Linked DNA regions of Gossypium hirsutum: regions 2 and 3 are each linked to region 1. A link is a contact called in public Hi-C data. All regions are on one chromosome and are shown on one strand. The core of a region is the stretch at or near the end of the contact, and the rest is flanking DNA. Distances in the headings are between cores, read along the strand shown. Region 1 holds the start of LOC107911242 (dynamin-related protein 5A). Region 2 holds the start of LOC107909932 (probable polygalacturonase). Region 3 holds the start of LOC107909883 (endoglucanase 6).

Region 1 (2,528 bases), core at 9-2,508:
CTGGGCCAGCAAGAATCCATATGGATATGGATCTCCTGAGTCAAACGGAGTGATGAAGTGAAGACACTGTGAAACCACCATTCTATATGAAGACATTTTATGATCATAGGATTTTTATTTTTTATTATTGACAGGATTTTAGGTGATTAATTAATACGATTAAAGATGTTACGAATTATAGAGAAAGAGGAACATACTTAGTATAGGGATGCTTCAACTGCTCAGAAGCTTGTGTATTATACTGCTCCTCATTACTAGCTATCGTTTGTGGGAGTAAATTATCACATGAACACGAACTACACATAGATACTTGTAATGAAAAATACCGTCATTGTTCAAAAATTTTTTTTTACATCCTTTATGATTATTAATATTGCAAAAATTTGAATTATAAGTTTATTAAATGGTGAGCCTCCCTTCAATCAAAGGGAAAAAAACACAAAGGTTGTCTCTGTAAGGCGTAATTATAAAAGTATAAAGACACAGGCCCACAACAAACGGAATACTGGACTAGTCTCCAAGTCCAACGGCTTTATATCGCCCATTTAATTAAATCCAATAGAGAAAAGGAAAAAGTTGCCATGCCATGCCATGCCATCTGTTATTGTGCCGTTGGTACAAAAGGAAGGTCTTCTAAATTTAATTTTGAAATTTAAATCTTTATGAGAAAATGTTAATTTAATCTACTTTTTGTTTTTAATTAATAAATTCATTTATGATATTTTACTTTTATAGGAAGAAAGAAAAAGAAATCTAAGAGTTTCCCTTGTTTGATTAGCTTTCTTTTGTTTAGATAGGAAAAAGTTAATGGAATTGAAGATCTCAACAAAAATATATAAAACTTTAACATGCAGAAAATCTTTTTTCCTTTTTTTATATAATTATATTATAAAAAGATTTATTTGAAATTTAGATTCTCTCGTTAATTTTAACAATTCAAACCATTCATCTTTTTTATTTTTTTCTTTAAAATTATTAATCCAAAAATTCAACAATAAATAAATTTCATAATTTTAATTAGAAAAATTGGAATTAATTTTACCAAGTTAGCTCTGTCGAGTCGAAGATGTTTTTACCTAAGCCAACCGCCTTATTTATCACTTTCCGGCCCGGAGTTCCCCAGGCATTGTTTACTTCATTGTCGTATTAGCTAGACACGCCGTTTCACTTCAAAAATGCATACTAAATTCAAACACATAAAATAAATCGGTGGTAAAAATAATATTTAAAATAAATAAATAATAAATAAAACGCGCTTCACTTTTAAAGCCGAAGTCCCTTTATTCTTCCTCCATTTCAAAACTTCAAAAAAACTCCTTTCTCCGGACGGAACTTCATTTGGTTCTCATTTCTCACTCAGATCTGACAGGTGCCGTTTCTTTACCTTATCAGCTCAGATCTAGCTGATTTGAATCCGACGCTTGTTATCGTCGCCGGCACACATCTTAAAAAAGAAAAAGAAAAAATGGATAATTTGATTTCTCTGGTGAACAAGATTCAAAGAGCTTGCACTGCTCTTGGTGATCATGGAGAGGCAAGCGCCTTGCCTACTCTTTGGGATTCCTTACCGGCGATCGCCGTCGTTGGTGGTCAGGTCGACTCTCGATCTTTCTTTTCCTTTTTCTATTTCTAGTCAACCTTTGTTTTCTTTTTTCTTTTATGATCTGCTGGTCTGAGATTTCAATATTAACAGAGTTCAGGGAAATCTTCGGTGTTGGAAAGCGTTGTCGGCAAGGATTTTTTACCTCGTGGATCCGGTAAAAACAATAAGTTATCGCTCTCAATCTATCCTTCACCGCTAAGAAACTCAAGAACTGATTCTTTTTTCTTTCATTTTGCTTTTTTGATTAAAAATTAATGCAGGTATTGTTACTCGTAGACCTCTGGTGTTACAGCTTCATAAAAGTGATGAAGGAACCAGAGAATATGCTGAGTTTCTTCACCTTCCTAGAAAAAGAATTACCGATTTTGGTAAATATCTTCTTATCGTTCTTTATTTAAGCAAAAGGAGTTATATAAATCTTAGGGTTTAACTTTTTGTTATCTACGTTATAGCTGCTGTTAGGAAGGAGATTCAAGATGAGACGGATAGAGAAACTGGGCGAACTAAACAAATATCTAGTGTTCCAATTCATCTTAGTATATTTTCTCCCAACGGTATGACCTGTTTGTAAAAATTATTTCTGTTTTCTTCCACTTTATTTAATTGTAAAAAGTCATCTTATTATATGTTCTACCAAATCTCCAGCATATAAGATATTTTCTCTACTTATTTTTTTTTATTTTTTATGTAATTTTATGCAGTTGTCAATTTGACTCTGGTTGACCTTCCTGGTCTGACGAAGGTAGCTGTTGGTAAGTTAACGGAAAAGCCTCGTGAAAATTCAAAGAAAATTTCAATCCTTATAATGCTTTGTCTCTAATTTAGACTACCATATTTCCACGGGACCTAAAATAAGTAAAATATTCAAAATTTAATTCTTTTTATTTCCCATGTAAAAAAAAAAAATCATAGCATTTTTGCACTT
Region 2 (2,528 bases), core at 10-2,509, 890 kb before region 1:
ACACTGTAACAGGACTGCATTATATTATTAATCTAGACTAGATATGGCACCAAGTTGGACAACAAAGCCTGCCAGCTATTGAATGAGAACTAAAGAAAAAAGAAAACCCAAAATATCATGCACATGCAACTATACTATGGCAACCGACAATATTTCTCTCATATCTTAACAATGCTGCGCGGACCCACTTCCATGGAGACCATCTTCGCCACAAACAGTGTCGCAATAAAATTGTCATTTCAACTATATCGTACAAACTACACTTATTATATTTAAGACAACAATGCAACCAAAACCCAAATCTTTAAAAAAGTGAACAAAGAATAAAGAAAAGGAAAGAAAAGCAAGAATAACAGTCATATAGAAGAATCAGTCTTTGCAATTATTATTATAAATTATACTAGTTCATAATTAAAACCCAGATTACAGCTTTCATTACCATTTTAGAAGCAAAGTACTTTAATCTAACAATGATCAATTCATTTCTAAGATTCAACTCACTCCCATTTTCCTCACAATTAAACCTTACGTTTGAGTAAAATACAGCAATTTTTTTAGCAATATTAGGAAGGGAAGGGTTGGAATAAAGATTCTGTAAGATCCAAACTTGAGTGAAGACTCTGATAATACTAGCAAGTAATAATCAGTAGTTAAGAGACTTGAGTTACCTGAGTGGCTTTGATAACAGCACCTCGAGCCAAATAAAGTGTCATATGACTAGTAAGATTGAAACTGTCGGTTAAGTAGACTCCAGAAGGCACAAAAAGTAGCGTGCCGCCTCTCCTTCTCAGATGCTGAATCCGATATATAGCTTTCCGGAAGGCTATGGTATTGAGCGTCTGTCCGTCGCCGACACCACCAAAGTCCGTTATCGATATCTTATCGCCTCTTTCCGTCATAGGAACAATCCCCGAGCAGGTTGTCAAGTCCCCATAAGAAAAGTGAACCCAAAAAGAGGCTTCAAGGAAGAAGCAACAAAGCAAAACAGAAGCCAATGCACGAAACATTCGGGTTCAAATAGAAAGAAAAAGAAAGGGAAGTTTATTTGGAGAAGGACAGAAAATGAGTTGATGGAACACTGGGCGTAGATACGGAGATGGAAACAAGGAGAGAGCTCCAAAGGGTTTCTTTCTGCTTATTTTTTTAATTAAGAAAAGGAAAGCTTGAACTTTGAAGTAAGGATTGGGACTTTATCAACTTATCGCAAAGAAAGGCCGGAGAGAAGTAATGGTTGAGGTGTTGATGCCTTTGGTTTTGGCTCAACTCTTAATTTTAAGATTTCTCTATTTTTTATGTTTAAAATATTTAATAATAATAATAATAATAATAATTATTATTATTATTATTATTATATATGCACTTTTTGACTTAATAATAATAATAATAAAGTTAAAATCACCTTTTGATTTGAACTTGGTCTGAATTCCTTTTTTGTTATTTAGGTTAAAATTTGTTAATTATTCTTACATTAAGGTTTTACCCTTTTTTCTTCATGTTAGGTTTTGAACTTGACAAATGTTCTCACATTGAGACTTCAACTCTTTTTTATTCAACTTAGTCCTTAAAAACCTTAAAGTTTAAATCTTAATTTGGGGATAATTGCCAAGTTCAGACCCTAATGAGGAAACAATTGTCAAATTCAGGGCTTAACTTTGACCAAAAAAAAGTTAAGACTCCAATGTGAGAAAAATTGCTAAGTTTAGACCCCAAATAGTGATTTAATCCTAATAAAACTTATTATTTATTGATAAACTCATTTCTCAAAATACGCTTTTTAGGCAATTTTGATATCGAGTATAGTTTAATGTGTTGCCAAATCAACACATTAATTCATACATTTTATGTCAGCATGTCGAGAAGAGTTGAAATCTACAAGTGTCAAGTTTAGAGATAAAAGGTTAGACTAGCATTTTATTTTGTCGTAGGACCAACCAACTACATTGAATGCAGTGGAAGTCAGTTCTTATGGTGATCGCCTTCCACTCTATAAAAATTCAATCATCCTTCTTTTTTTCTCATCAAAATCTTACTCAAGCTTTCCAACTCTACAAAAAAACAAAAAAAAATGCTTTTATTTACATATTTTTCGAGAGAAAATGGTCTACCATATTATTAATTGTGCCCTCAACAAGGTGAAATCTCTAATTATTTTTTTAATTATCGAAGAATTATTTTTAAGATTTTCCAAATTTTAATTCTTTTTGTTTTTAACAATTAGTATTATCTTTAGGTCTGACATAATTTACACTTCTCGGATCCCAATCTTCATTCCTAAGAATGTTTGCAAGATGTCAATTTGTCCATGGCATATAAAATGGAAAAGCTCCATGTTGGTTTCCATCTTGGTGAAAATATGGAGGCCGAAAATAATTACATTCCATTTTCCATGTAAGGAAGAAACAATTACTCTCAAAGACATCACTTTTATAATTGACATTCAAATTAATGGAGAGGCAGTAATTGGACCTAATGGCATCAATTTGGAGTCAATGTGCGGGCAATTATTAGGTATCGTGCCATCAAAGGAG
Region 3 (2,528 bases), core at 13-2,512, 760 kb before region 1:
ATTAAAATAAAAAACTCTTTTTTACTTTTATGAAAGGGCAAAAGGAAAAGCAAGATGACAAAAATATTTTCGGCAACCCAAAAAAAAGAAAAAGGTTAATTTCCGGCGGAGACCGTTGATTGCTGTTGGGAATTAAGCGCTCTCTTTTTGACCTTTTAAATAAAATAACCAAATGAAAATGGACATCTTGCACAGTTGATTTTACAAAGGATTGTCATATTGCCTACCGGATGCCGTCGGTGGACTCCTAATTTCAGAAGAGAAAATAAAATGGGGTTGTCGGGTTTGGCGAATCATAGTTACCATTATCAACAATTCCGGTTGATGCTGAGAAGTTCCCTCAATAATTAAAGCAATTATTCAAATTCCATGTCTTCTAAGCTTGTCAAAAAAAAAATTCAAATTCCCTCTAATATTTAGATTTTAATTCTACATCCAATCGTCATAAAAACCTCAACCCCCTTTTCTTTAGCTGGACAAAATAATGGCTTTTAGTTGAGAATTTAGGGTTACATTCAACCCCCTTCATCAATAATATATAACATTTACATTTATCCATTAATAATGCATCTTTTTCTTTATGCTTTTCACATCAATTCATTCTCCAAACATATGTAGATTTATGTGTGGTCAATAAATTATATCTTAAAATTTATTGTTTATGATAATAATTATAATTTTTTTAAAATTATATATATTATATATGATTTCTTTTATATTTTTAATCAATATAATATATATAATATTAAAAAAATAAAAGAGACATGTGGTATATTCTAATAGCATAACATGGCAAATCAATGTCTGATCAATTACCGTCAACAATTGGTCAATATCTACCAATGATCAATCAATACTCGTCAATGGTCGATCAACATCGACCACTGTGACATTTTTTTTCATTGATCAAAGTGGCCTAACAAATATTTTTAACCAACATTACAAAATAGATAAATAAAATTAAGTACAAAATTGAGAAAATGAATATATTTTAAGAGATTTAAGTTAATATTTAAAATAATCATATTTAATACAATTCAAAAAGAAAAAGAAAATAAAATGTCTAAAATAATTAGGGTTAGATATGTGCTATAATTGGCCTAATCAAGCAGTGTGGCAGCACCTGTAAAAGATGATCCAGGGTTTGCAATTTTCCCATACCTAATACGACAGGAGACGCAAACGGACAGGTCGCAGGCTGCAGAAGCCAGATGATTAATTTAAAAATAAAAATAAAAATAATTTGCATTAATTATGGGTGAACAAATTTCAAAACATAAACCAAGCAGCCAAGTTTTGCAAAATCCAATTATGTCCACCATTTGTGACCCAGGACAGGGTACCCTCCCACATGCGGTGCCCAACAGAGATTTAATGGAGTCGTAATAAACTTCATGCCTTAATTTCAGGGGCATTATTCCCAAGTTACAAACAATGTAAGTTTAGTGGAGTGGAGAAGGCATAAAAAGAAATTCTACAGAAGAGTAAAAATCAGAAATTAATTTTAATCATGTTTAGCAGCAGTTTCCCTGCCAAAAAGAACCATTAAATCCGCACCGACTCTACCCAGTGAAAGACTAAAAGCGCCAGGGACACCCACATGACTTTGTTCTTTCCCTTTCCCTCTCCTCCAATTATTATTAAAAACTACTTTCAATACCAATTTTTAACCTCTCTTGCTCTTCCTTCCCTCCACTCCACAATATATAGAGGCTTCAGCTCCTCTTCCAATTCCCAATCCCACTGCTCTTTCTCTCCTCACTTTCATTTCTATCACCTCTTTTAACTCATTCCATTTTTTTTTACCTTTCTCTCCAATTCCCAATCCCACTGCATTTTTTGTGTTCGATACCAAATGGGTTTCTCTTTTTAGTTTTAGAAACTTGAAGGAAACCCCACTCTGCAGAAAGAGATCTGTTTTTGTTTCAACTTGAAACTTGAATTGTGTCTTTTGATAAGTTTGAATGTACATGGAGAAGTTGATGAGGCTGATTGAAATGACTCCTTTACTTCTGCTGCTTTTTCTTCCTTCTGCTTTTGCTGGACATGACTATAACCAAGCTCTGAGCAAGAGCATTCTGTTCTTTGAAGCTCAGAGATCTGGTTACCTTCCTCATAACCAGAGAGTTACGTGGAGAGCCAATTCCGGCTTGAATGACGGCAAGGCCAGTGGGGTAAGTTAAAGTTCCACTCTCAACTTGAACTTGTTTTCTCGGTCAAAACGTCACTTTTGTTCTTTGACTTGCTTCATTTAGAATCGAAAATTATGGTATTTATGGTTGAAGTTGTTTTCCCAAATTCTCAAGGTGGATCTGGTTGGAGGGTACTACGATGCAGGGGACAATGTGAAGTTCGGACTGCCCATGGCATTCACCATAACAATGATGTCCTGGAGTATTATAGAGTACGGGAAACAAATGGGTGCCAATGGAGAGCTCGGCCATGCGATGGAAGCAGTCAAGTGAGGCACTGACTACCTCATTAAAGCTCATCCCGAACCTTATGTCCTTTATGGAGAGGTACTCTTC

Evidence for each region. Hi-C and Micro-C count contacts between places; a contact is called where the count stands out from the background.
Region 2: a Hi-C map of leaf shows a contact between it and region 1, with 2.1 times the contacts expected there. The contact joins the promoter of LOC107909932 here to the promoter of LOC107911242 in region 1. A contact is called at or near these places in 4 of 34 Hi-C or Micro-C datasets (callus and leaf).
Region 3: a contact with region 1 is called in a Hi-C map of leaf, with 2.3 times the contacts expected there. The contact joins the promoter of LOC107909883 here to the promoter of LOC107911242 in region 1. A contact is called at or near these places in 12 of 34 Hi-C or Micro-C datasets (anther, callus, hypocotyl and 1 more).

The regions. Positions count from the first base shown.
Region 1 is chrD08:41,887,420-41,889,947 of Gossypium_hirsutum_v2.1, reverse strand. It overlaps LOC107911242 (dynamin-related protein 5A), which reads left to right and starts at 1,258. Exons shown (of 16, transcript XM_016839119.2): 1 at 1,258-1,594; 2 at 1,694-1,757; 3 at 1,864-1,971; 4 at 2,056-2,157; 5 at 2,305-2,355. The coding sequence starts at 1,466. LOC107911231 (UDP-glucose 4-epimerase GEPI48) reads left to right here. Exons shown (of 9, transcript XM_041098182.1): 9 at 1-351. The coding sequence ends at 61.
Region 2 is chrD08:42,776,268-42,778,795 of Gossypium_hirsutum_v2.1, reverse strand. LOC107909932 (probable polygalacturonase) reads right to left here and starts at 1,259. Exons shown (of 5, transcript XM_016837645.2): 1 at 669-1,259. The coding sequence starts at 1,007.
Region 3 is chrD08:42,648,287-42,650,814 of Gossypium_hirsutum_v2.1, reverse strand. It overlaps LOC107909883 (endoglucanase 6), which reads left to right and starts at 1,262. Exons shown (of 9, transcript XM_041098169.1): 1 at 1,262-2,174; 2 at 2,307-2,519.